Linked DNA regions of Oryctolagus cuniculus: region 1 is linked to region 2. Evidence: chromatin contacts called from public Micro-C data. All regions are on one chromosome and are shown on one strand. Each heading gives the region's core, a stretch centred on a gene start, on an enhancer-like site or on the middle of the called end of the contact. The rest is flanking DNA. Distances are from core to core; before and after follow the strand shown.

Region 1 (5,767 bases), core at 2,510-5,009, 56 kb before region 2:
GGCCGCAGCACGCTGGCCGCGGCGGCCATTGGAGGGTGAACCAACGGCAAAAGGAAGACCTTTCTCTCTGTCTCTCTCTCTCACTGTCCACTCTGCCTGTCAAAAAATAAAAAGTCTCTTGGATTGCTTGTGCTGCGCCTTACAGATGGGAGCACACTCACACCTGAAAGAGGAACACCCCTCCCACGAGTGTAGCATTCTGTTTGTATTAGGCAGAGTGGCAAGAAAGGGGGTTGGAGAGGGGAGGAAGAGAGAGAGAGAGAGAGAGAGAGAATCTTCCATCCATCGGTTCACTCCACAAATGGCTGCGGCAGTGCTGGGCCAGGCTGAAGCCAGGTGCCTAAAACTCCATCCAGGTCTCCCACGTGGGTACAGGATCCCAAGGACCTGGGCCATCTTCTGCTGCTTTCCCAGGCACATTAGCAGGGACCTGGACTAGAAGTCGAGAAGCCAGGACTCAAACCAGCCAGGACTCGAACCAGTGCCCATACGGGATCCTGGCATGGCAGGCAATGGAGGCTTAACCTACTGCACCCTAGCCCCAGCCCCTTTTTTGCATTACTGAGAAGACTAGTTTGGTGTGTTAAGAACAGTATTCTTTGACATTGTAATCACTTTCTTACTCTATTGAACAACGTTACCACACCCCACACAAACATTTTCCAATCTTATGTTTGTAAAACACAGGAAAATGTCCAGGAACATGCACCTGCTTAGGGAAGGTCCCTGCACCGCGTCCCTGGCCTGCCTGTGGGACCCTTAGGCAGAGTTCTCCAAACGTACTGCCCTCCCTCCTGCAATACCATTATGTCACCCAGCAATGGGGAATCCTGCTCATTAAATCTTCCGGAGGCCCTCATCCCCAGAGTGCTAAGTTAAGTGAGGGCTGGTGGGTACTTGAAAACAGAAACCAGCAGCCATAAAAGGCAACACACTTGGAGGAAGCGACATTCCCTCTTTTTTTGCCTTGAGGTGGTAAGAGCTGACAAGGGAGGCAGAAGCTTTGGATGAGTGTGTCGAAGCAAGAAACTTCAGAACCTCTTGGAAATGGCACAAGGGCCCCACCAGACATGGCCCTGCCCTGAGCCACTGCCCTCAAAACCAGGACAGCCACAACCCATCAGACAGCTTTATGCAGGGGAAAGAAAAACAAAACATTTCCTAGGCTTGTTTCCAAACTAACTTTTGAAACCTTTTACACCACATCACTGATTTCAAACTCGCATTCTGCTAGTGATGGAATCTGGTTTCCTGGGAGAAGCAGATGGGAAGTTTCACGGTTTCCACAACGGTTGTCTGCGAAGCTTGTTTTTCTCCACACTGGCCACGGGAGGGAGCCAGAGCTCCTCTCTTCCCAGAACAGGCATGGAGAAACCCTAAGGTTTCAGGATCCCTGTGGGTAGGCAGTTAAGTACTTCTTTGGCAACATATCTGAAAGCCTCGCTCTTTCTCCCATTTTGATCTTCACAAAGATCATTCCAAATCACATCTGATATGCGACAAAGGTCAAAGGTTTCCCACAGAAAACAGCTGCACCAGTGCTCAGTGCTGGGGCTGGGATTCACTTTCTAACAGAGCGGCCTGGCCGCTAACAGGACTGTGGATCCAACCCTTCAGAACCATCTGGACACACCGCATCTGCAAAGCCGCGGGCCCCAGGTCACCTCTAGTTCACAATGAATCTAAAATACCTCCCACGGGCATTGCACATTTTATTCCATTCTGAAAATCTGCTTACAGGGAAAGTCACTTAAACTCAACCTGCATGTTAAAACAAAACAAAACATGGGGCTGGTGCTGTGGTATAGTGGGTAAAGCCACCACCTGCAGTGCCGGCATCCCATATGGATGCTGGTTCGAGTTCTGGCTGCTCCACTTCCCATCCAGCTCTCTGCTGTGGCCTGGGAAAGCAGTAGAAGATGGCCTAAGTCCTTGGGCCCCTGCACCCACATGGGAGACCTGGAAGAAGCTCCTGGCTTTGAAATGGCACAGCTCCAGCCATTGCAGCCAATTGGGGAGTGAACTAGCAGATGGAAGACCTCTCTCTCTCTCTCTCTCTCTCTCTCTTTATCTGTGTGTGTAACTCTGACTTTCAAATAAATAAATCTTTAAAAAAAAAACACATACAAAAATAAGATACAAATGTCATCTTGACTCCTCACCGAGCCAGCAGAACAGGGTCTGTGCGGTTCAGGTTCATTGTGAACATGTGGATTCAGAGGTGTTGCCCAGTAAGGACTCAATAAATGACCCAGGGTTTGCAGAGGCTGCATCCAAGCCCCAAGGGTTCTTTCCCCATTGTCCAAGGCTCAGACCAAAGTACACCTTCGCAGGGTTAGGCTTAGGGTTAGGGTTAGTCGTGGTTTCCCTTCCTCCTCTGCCCCAGTCACGTGTAAGTTTGGTTCTCTTTCTCCTCCCACCTTTGGCAGATCCACCACTCATTCCCATCCACACCGTGTCAGAGGCTCCACCAACACATCACTTGCCCTCCCTCCAGCCTTTTCTCCCCGTTCCACAGTGCCTAGGAGTTAACTAGGCTCAGCTCTCGCAGTGGGCGCTCTGCTCCACCACGAACGCATTCACTGCTCCACATCCTGGGGGTGAGCAGGGTTAGTACCTTCATGTGGCAGAGGGAGATGCTGAGACACGGAGGGGCAACTCTGCCCAAGGGCACAGGCACCATAAGCAGAGCCAGCTCCAAGCGTAGGCCATCTGGCCGCGGAGCCTGAGCTCCTACCCCTCTAGGCAAGCAACTCCCTGGTGAGGTGTGGAATGAGCATTTGCCGACTTAAGCCAAAAATACAAAGGCTAGGGACACACTTGACAGAATCTAATGCTGGATTGTTGTCCTCTGGAACTCTTCCTTCCAAGCATTTAAACACCCTTGATCACGCCATAACCCACAACAGGTCGGCAGAGAGCGTACGTACTGGATCCAGATATGTTCAAGTCTCTGCATTCTTTGATGGTGGCGGCATTGTCAAAATAGACTTTGATTTTGCCACTGTGAGCTTTGTTGTCAAAGGTGATCTGTAGACACAAACAGAGAGAGAGGGGTTACAGTCAATGGGGAATGGGACCTGCTGGGAAGTCTCTGCTTAGCAATCACCCCTGGCATCCAACCAGTGCTGATCTGAAGAGAACGAGTTGGACAACGTCTTCATCCTGTGATTTCTGCACAGCTCTCTATGGCTGACGAAAAAGTACAAGTACGGTCCAAAGGTAAACATATGGAGATCTACCAGGGTCTACAATTTCAGTTCTCTGCTTCAAGGAAATCCTAGAGTAAAACAGCCACCCAGTGCGCAGAGCAGCAGAGCAGAATTCAGTCTTTGACACGTGAACTCGGTGACCATCATTATCAAACTGCGTGTAAAAAGCATTTGCTTCAAGTTCGTCCCTTATGCATGAAATGCTAATTTTCTACAAGGCTGAAAATTCTGATTCATTTTGCTTCAAGAACTACACACAATGCTATCAGAAAGGACAAAAGTTGCTCCAAGATTTCAGGCTGAACAGACATCCAAAGGCCCTCAACCTCCCATGCTGTGGAATTTCAGACAATCATTCAAATCACTCAAAGTTTATATGTAAATTATGCCAAGTTATCTTTTAGAGTGAACACATTGGGTAATCCAAAAGACTCACAAGAGCTTGGTGCACTGAATGAATGGTGATCAAACCTAAGACATCAGCATTTCTAAGAACAAGCCAAATTCTGTGTAATCCGGGTGCATTACCACGACTGAACCACAGGGTGGAGAAGTCAGCCCGACTGGCCGCATTTCTGCACCAGAACCTAGAGCCGCCTCCCTGAACATTGGCACTCACCATCTCCATTTCTCCTGGGGAGAACCCCTAAAATACTTCTCACAAGCATTTAGAACACTGAGCAGATAGAATCCAAAGAAGGAAACAAAATAGGAAAGTCAACTTGGTTTCATCTTCTCTGCTGACCAGAACACGTGTCATTCATGACCTTATCTGTGTGGTCCCCACACCCCCCAGCTCCTTAACCCTCAGGTGTTCCCAGACTCCTCCAGGGCACTCACCCCAGGAGCTTAGCCATGCCCCTCTCAGCAAAGAGGCATTCTTCCATATCATGTACACCTGCTGGTTCACTCCCCCCAAAAGCCAGCGGTGGCTGGGGCCAAGCCAAGGCCAAAGCCAGGAGCCAGGAACTCAATCCAGATCTCCCAGCTGGGTGGCAGGAACCCAATTACTTGAGCCATCATTTTTGCCTCCCAGCACCTGCCAGAGTCACATTTCAAACCCCATCACCTTGTGTGGAATGCAGGCATCCTGACCAGGGGCTTGGCCATTAGATCCAAGCCCTCCCACTCCCTTTAACTTCTTTGTTTACTCATTTTTCTGTCTGTTTCTTCCACTTGGTTGTAGGTTTCCAAGGAGCCACTGTACCTCGAAGATGTAGAACAATGCCTGGCACACAGTGGGATTCAGGAAGTGTTTCTCAGTTGTGTGGGATGAAGCAGTCATCTGTGGATACAACTTGCAGCTAAGCCACTCAGTTTCCCCCAGGGCTGGGCAAGGGTGGACCTGCAGGCCAAATGTGGCCAGCGCAATCATTTGGTCTGGCCCTACTAAGGCAACTATAGGCTGGACTCTACATTCAGTAACTCCAATTTTTTTTTTTATAAATTGTATTTATTTGACAGGTAGAGTTATAGACAGTGAGAGAGAGAGAGAGAGAGAGAGAGAAAGACAGGTCTTCCTTCCGTTGGTTCACTCCCCAAATGGCTGCTATGGCCAGAGCTACGCTGATCTGAAGCCAGGAGCCAGGTGCTTCCTCCCAGTCTCCCCTGCAGGTGCAGGGCCCAAGCACTTGAGTCATCCTCCACTGCCCTCCGGGGCCACAGCAGAGAGCTGGACTGGAAGAGGAGCAACCAGGACAGAATCCAGCACCCATATGGGATGCCAGCACTGCAGGCGGAAGATTAACCAAGTGAGCCACAGTGCTGGCCCCAGTAACTCTAATTTTTAAGTTGATAATTTTGTATGGCCCATGAATGATGTTGGCCCCAGTAGAAAAAAAAGGTTCCCCTCCTCTGGCAGCCCCTTAACAAACAAGAAAGAAATGAAAGAAAAGGGGGGGGGGAATGGGATTCCATGACTGTGAGAAGTCAGCCTGCTCTCCCACCCCCACAAGAGCGAGCAGTGCCCTGAGCTGTCTCAAAATGAAAGGGGAAGCCGCTCTTTGGCCACTCAGCCTTCAGATCCGGGAGGCAGCTTCTGCCTTGAGGTTTGAAAACATCTGCGATGTCCTTCCTTTGAAGCTAGGCAGAACCCTACAGATATGTAAAACACATGTCATCAACGTGTTTTTCTTTCATGGACTAGGAGAGCTGGAGGTCAAAACCATTTTGCAAACTACTCTTTTCAACCCCGGAATCTAGCTGGAAAAGGCTAGAAGGGGCGTGTGTCCTGTGCAGATGTAATGATCTCCAGGTCAACCATAGCATCACAGAAACTGAAACCCGGCCGCAGCTAACACGTGTGCTGGCGTGGTTCACGCCCCACATCTACAAAAGGAACAGGACACTGCAACTGAACGTCGCTGAGGACGACAAAGACACTTGCCGTGTTCTGAAAAACGTAGCAGTCCGGCAGCTCTCGGGAACGAATGGTCTGTAGGTCAATGCCCTGGAGACGAAAGGAGATGTCCACTTGCAGGAGCCTGCGTAAGAGACGTGAAAGGTGCAAGTTGTCATAGCCTAACCGCACTGCTCCCCTGCCCCCACCTCCGTCC
Region 2 (5,723 bases), core at 2,665-5,164:
TCATGAGTTATCATTATTGCAAGTCAGCTGTTTTTGGATGAAAGTCTTTAGATGTATTCAAGGGAAGATAATAAAACACACACATCAAAGGAAAAGAGGGAGCAGCTCACCTGGCTGAGGGAGAGGAATGTGCACAGCGTGGCCCTGAAGTGGTCCCTTCCCACCATGGGAAAGGGGGCTAAGGCACAGCTCAGCACAAAGTAGAAAGCTCAGCTGGAAGAAAGCTGAGAAAAGTAGGGAGGAAAAAACCCAAATGCCTACCAAAACAAACAAACCCACCCAAAACACGCCTTTCAACATTTGGTACTGAACAAAATATTGTAGGCTGTTTTTTTTTTTAAAGAAATCTCTATTGTATTGGAATGAAATTGATATTTTGAAATTTGATGATTGTTTACAGTCCTTGTCTCTACTGCAGTGTTTTTTTCTTCATACTTGTCAAACTCTTTACTTAGTGTAGGGTTAACCTTATGAGTATAAAAGTAAACTGGGGACTGGTGCTGTGGCACAGTAGGTTAATCCTCTGCTTGTGCGCTGGCATCCCATATGGGCACCAGTTCGAGTCCTGGCTGCTCCTCTTCCAATCCAGCTCTCTGCTGTGGCCTGGGAAAACAGCAGAAGATGGCCCAAGTCCTTGGGCCCCTGCACCTGCATGGGAGACCTAGAGGAAGATCCTGGCTTCTGCCTTCGGATCTGCTCAACTCCGGCCATTGCAGCCATTTGGGGAGTGAACCAGACGATGGAAGGCCTTTCTCTCTGTCTCTCCTTCTCATTGTCTGTAACTCTACCTCTCAAATAAATAAATAAATAAATAAATTCTTTTAAAAAAATTAAAGTAAACTGAAAAGAGATCTTTGTAAAAATTGAGTGGGAATAGAAGAGGGAGGAGGAAGAAGGGTAGGGCATGGACAGGAGGAAGGGGAGAGGAGGAAGTATCACTACGTTTCTGAATCTGTATATATGAAACTTATAAACTTTAAAATTTAAGAAAAAAAAGAAATCCGGAAATGGACTTCCTTTCCTCTAAGAAGCCCTTGACATGTGACACAAGAGCTCACTGCAGAGTGATGTCACTCTTCAGAACCGACACGTGGAACTTGAGCTCCAGACCTCCGCTAAAGAGTGCAGCCTGGCTTCAGGGCAGGGTGCCTTGAACTTGCACAGCCTGAAGAGTTTTCTTTGACCACAATTTTAATTTGAAAACGGTAACCACAAGAAGCCACCTGGTTTTTCCACTGCATTTTAACAGTTGTCCTATTCTGGGTTCCACTTCACTGACAGAGAAGAGATAGCCAAAGAGAACGGCTTGTGACTATGATCATTCCTAACTTTCGGTTCTGTATTCTCTGTTCAAAATGTGTTTCCCAACCCTTTTCAATTGCTTCAGGGAGATATTTTGTATCTACTATTTTCTTTTTTAGAAACAACACTTCCTCTTTGGAAGAAGAGACTGTGGCCACTGCCAACACTTCATCAGGGTTTATCAATCTTCTGATCCAGAAGGCTGAAGAGAGCTGTCATGCTCACCAAGGCCTCTGAATGGGAATGATCAGGGGAAGCCTGGGAAATGTGCCTGTTCTCCAAGAGCTCGAAACACAGCACCTGTTGATGGACGGCTTATTAAAGGCCGGAAGATTCCCAGCAACAGGAGTTCAACTTTGAGATGGGAAGAGGAAGATGAGCTCAAATCTCAAGAGACCTCTGACTCATCAAGAAGAAGCTGCTAAATTTCTCAAAACTTGTGCTGTTTGCTGAGCACTTCGCAGAGGAGCTAAGCAGTTTCCTGAAAGTGTGAAGTCCACATTCCACTTCTGGGGACAGCTCCTTGCGGTTGGCCCCTTCTGCACACAGAATCAGAATCTGCATCTTCATAGCCATAGACAAGCTCTCCCACTTCTCTTACTAACCCTTTCTTTCATTTTCAATGTACACGGGCACACTCTTCTGTCTCCACCAGTGCTGAACAACCACACATTTATCTATTTCTGACGGAAAGCCTTCAAAGGCTGTTTATTTGCACACAGAAGTGTGTGTCCCTTATTGTAATCATGGGAGCTGCTTCTGAAGACACTTGATAGGATTAAAGAAAAAAAAAATTGAGCCCTAAAGGAAATGTGTTAAGAAAAATACTAGAGTCAAATAAAAATGGAGGTTATACACCACACCCTCCATAAGCGCAAGTCCACTTACCAGCCCAGCCAGCACCGGGTAAATAAACTCAGAGTATATTTGCATCTAGGGCTAAGGCGGAGGGAAGGAACATTTAACTGCTTACCACCCGGCCCATTACAGGTCAGCACCTCAGTGTGACCAGAGTTGTTAAGTTACAGGACATCAATCATTTCTGTGTGACAGCCACAGTTATCCAGATGTCCAAAAAGTTGTACCAAAGTTATGTTTTCAAAACTGGCCTTTCAAAAAAGTCTACCAAAAAAATTACAAGAAGTCTTCAAAAAGATCATGGAAATGAGCATTATGGAAAAATTATGCATGGATTTCAATTTTTGCAGCAGTCAGCTTATCTTTTCATTCCAGTTCCCATGAGCTTTTTGAAATACTCTGATATATCTATATCTATATTTACATCATTCTTGCTGGGAAATAAGCAAATTCTCCTCTTGAATTCTGGTTTCCCTTGCTAAAATTAAGTCTGTTTATAACACGGGGAGCAGCACGCAGGAAAGTCTCAACACTATTTTAAGAAAGTCTAACCACCCTCCACTGTAGTTGCATTGAGAACTGGGAAAGGGGAAGCCAAGGCGGGTTGGTTCACACCACCTGGTTCGCTGAGCTTGGGTGGATGGAGCTTGGACCAAGGAGGCCAGGCCCCTTGGCAGCGCTCCGGGCTGAACTGTGCGCCTTTTCATGAAGGCACAGGAACTGGAGCTAACCACACTCCCACCTGAGAAAAAGGCCTGTGTGTTTCGGAAAGCCAAGCCCTGCCTTATGTAACTACGTGTAAGCAGTTCATAGAAGCGAGCCCGAAGCAGCAAGAAAGCGCTGGTCTAGGACAGCAAAGCGACTTTAAGAGGACTTCTCCGAGTCCAATACCCTGAGAGCGGCCAGCTCCGATGGCTCCCCTGACCGTGAACCTGGAAACATCTGATCCTGTCTCCAGGTTCCTTGCCCAGGAAAAAAGGATCAGACTGTCTATCGCCTTCTAAAACTTTTCACCGCTCAGGGGATTGGGAACAGGAAAACCCATTCTCTTCACACCCATTCCAGCCTCTCTGGGCAATGTCCCCTTCCAAGCCGGGCCTCCCTTCTCTTACCTTTCCTGACAGCCGCCCGGTGCGCGCTGATCCCGGCGCAGAAAGGCAAGAGGCAGAGCACTCGGTGCGCACCCGGAGGGACGCGGAGCGTGGCCAGGCGTCCCCGTCCCGCCCCAAGTCACCACCTCCGCCCCGCCGCCCGCCGCCCGCCGCTGGCTGAGCCAGGGGCTTCTCGACTTGCTGCACCGAGGGACCTTTTCCACGTGTCAGCGAGCCGGCCTCTCCGCGCTCCCAGAGGCGGGGGGGGGGGGGGGGGGGGCAGCGAGACTGAGCCAGGAGTGGACGGTAGGGGATGGAGTCAAGGTGCCGGCGCGCGAACACGCGTGGAAGGAAAGCGGGCGTGGAAGGGCTGGTGGGATGGAGAGGTTGCGTAACCCCGGCGCGCCCCTGGGGTGGCTGACCTGTGGCGAGGGCCCTGGGACAGGCCCAAGGCTCGGTTCCACGCGGGTAGGTCCATCGTCTCCACACCTCCAGGCATAGCTTAGCCCACGAGTCGCAGGAGAAGGACACCGAGCTCGGGACGGCAGCACCTGCCTCCGCCCCAGGATCGGGTGCTGCCGCGCTCGCATACGGGCGCCCTGCCCTTTGGCCCGCCCACTCCAGATCCGGGGCGTCTGCCAGGAGGTAGCGCAGGCGAAAAGCGTTTTATTAAGGGAACGGCGCTGCCCGTGCACCCTGAAGCCCGCCCCGCGGCGGCCGCGCCCGGCACACCCAGCCCTCGGCGGGGCCCTCCTGCGCGCCTACGCCGCTTTCTCCGTACTTGTCCGCACATTCGGTGCGTTCCTTCTGCAGCCGCCTGTCTGCCCATTTGTTGCTTCAAATCCGTACGAATGCGTTCGGGAAACACTCGCTGCCTTCCCAGCCGAGGGTGGGTACCGTGTTCTCCCACATGCCAAGCATGCGGCCCTCTCCCCTGAGGACTTCACACTGAACTGGCACGTTTGTCCATCCCCCGCGTGTCTGCGTGCTGAAGTACATGGACGCACTCAGACACCTAGCGTGATTCCGGGATGTAGAAAGCGCGCCCGGCGCCCAAGGAATGGAAAACTGGATTGTGCTTGGCTCACGTTGGCAAGCTGGAGCGGGCACCTTGCGCAGGGAGTGCCGGCCCGCGTGGCCCGGGGGCGCGCGCGGAGCCAGGGCACAAACCCACCCCACGCGGGGCGGCCTCAGTATGGACAGGGATATGCCACTCCTGTGCACATGAGGCAGACGCCTGTGGGAAACCGGACAAGACCATCGGCCACTGCTCGTGAATCCTAGATTGGGACATTGCGGGCTCACGGTCCAAGCGCCAAGTTCATCTGAAGGTGCTGGTGACAGCGGTGACGCAGGGAAAGCTAGTTCAGAGGAATCCTTCCCCCACTGCTCACTTGGGCGCAGGTCAGCAAAGTCCCAAGTCCAGGCTACCTGGGCCAGCAAGTGTGTAGAGTCTGTGGCTTTAGTTGAGGCGAAGGATACTCCTCCAGGTAATCAATCAACACTGGTCCATGACTCCAGGTAGGAGCAGCTGGACACAGTGGTGTATATGAACTCGTACAAAACTGCCCTGCTTTTGAAAATCACTGCCAAGGACCTCTGGTGGGGGGAGAGGGGGCTCCATTCTAATGCTCCTTTCATCGGAGGTGCCCACTGGGTACAGAGAGCTGGAAGAGCCTCTGTGCAGTCACAGCTCCCTGAAGGTGGGTGGAATAGCCACGTGGTCTGACCTCTTTATGGCAGAAGGGGGAGGAAGAGTTAAGGCGCTGGTCTTCTGGTAAGGATGTGGGCCCCAGCAAAGGAGGCAGACCAGCTTGACAGGAGAGTGCTAGAAGTATTTTCCAAGAAAGTATACATAAGATATTAACTTTAATGCTAAAGAACTGTAAAGCCTTTAGAAAGTAAACAACAACAGGCCAGCGCCACAGCTCAACAGGCTAATCCTCCACCTAGCAGCGCCGGCACACCGGGTTCTAGTCCCGGTTGGGGCGCCGGATTCTGTCCCGGTTGCCCCTCTTCCAGGCCAGCTCTCTGCTGTGGCCCGGGAGTGCAGTGGAGGATGGCCCAAGTGCTTGGGCCCTGCACCCCATGGGAGACCAGGAGAAGCACCTGGCTCCTACCTTCGGATCAGCGCGGTGCGCCGGCCACAGCGCACCGGCCATGGAGGCCATTGGAGGGTGAACCAACGGCAAAGGAAGACCTTTCTCTCTGTCTCTCTCTCTCTCACTATCCACTCTGCCTGTCAAAAAAAAAAAAAAAAAAAAAAAAAAAGTACACAACAACAAAACCCTACCAGGAAGGGGAAAACCTACTAGTTACAAAATACCAAGACTTCAGTCAGTACAACAGCCCCTTTAGAAGGCAAATGCAAACTAGGACACAGAGGGGGTTTTTTGGTTTTGGTTTTGGTTTGTGTGTGTGTGTGTGTGTGTAAATGTCTCATGATGAAAACTCTAAGCAAACTGGGTATAG

The links. Hi-C and Micro-C count contacts between places; a contact is called where the count stands out from the background.
Region 1: a Micro-C map of ear pinna shows a contact between it and region 2, with 2.4 times the contacts expected there. The contact joins the enhancer-like site here to the promoter of MCOLN2 in region 2. A contact is called at or near these places in 2 of 6 Hi-C or Micro-C datasets (ear pinna and an unstated tissue).

What each region holds. Positions count from the first base shown.
Region 1 is chr7:86,261,298-86,267,064 of mOryCun1.1, reverse strand. MCOLN2 (mucolipin TRP cation channel 2) reads right to left here. Exons shown (of 14, transcript XM_008264961.4): 6 at 5,599-5,695; 7 at 2,931-3,030. Among named protein-coding and RNA genes, the nearest start is that of MCOLN2, 56 kb to the right of the region's middle. Within about 2 kb of position 3,759, at least 2 of the 8 cell types and tissues checked have an H3K27ac peak or open chromatin away from gene starts, as enhancers often do.
Region 2 is chr7:86,205,874-86,211,596 of mOryCun1.1, reverse strand. It overlaps MCOLN2 (mucolipin TRP cation channel 2), which reads right to left and starts at 3,914. Exons shown (of 14, transcript XM_008264961.4): 1 at 3,674-3,914. The coding sequence starts at 3,750.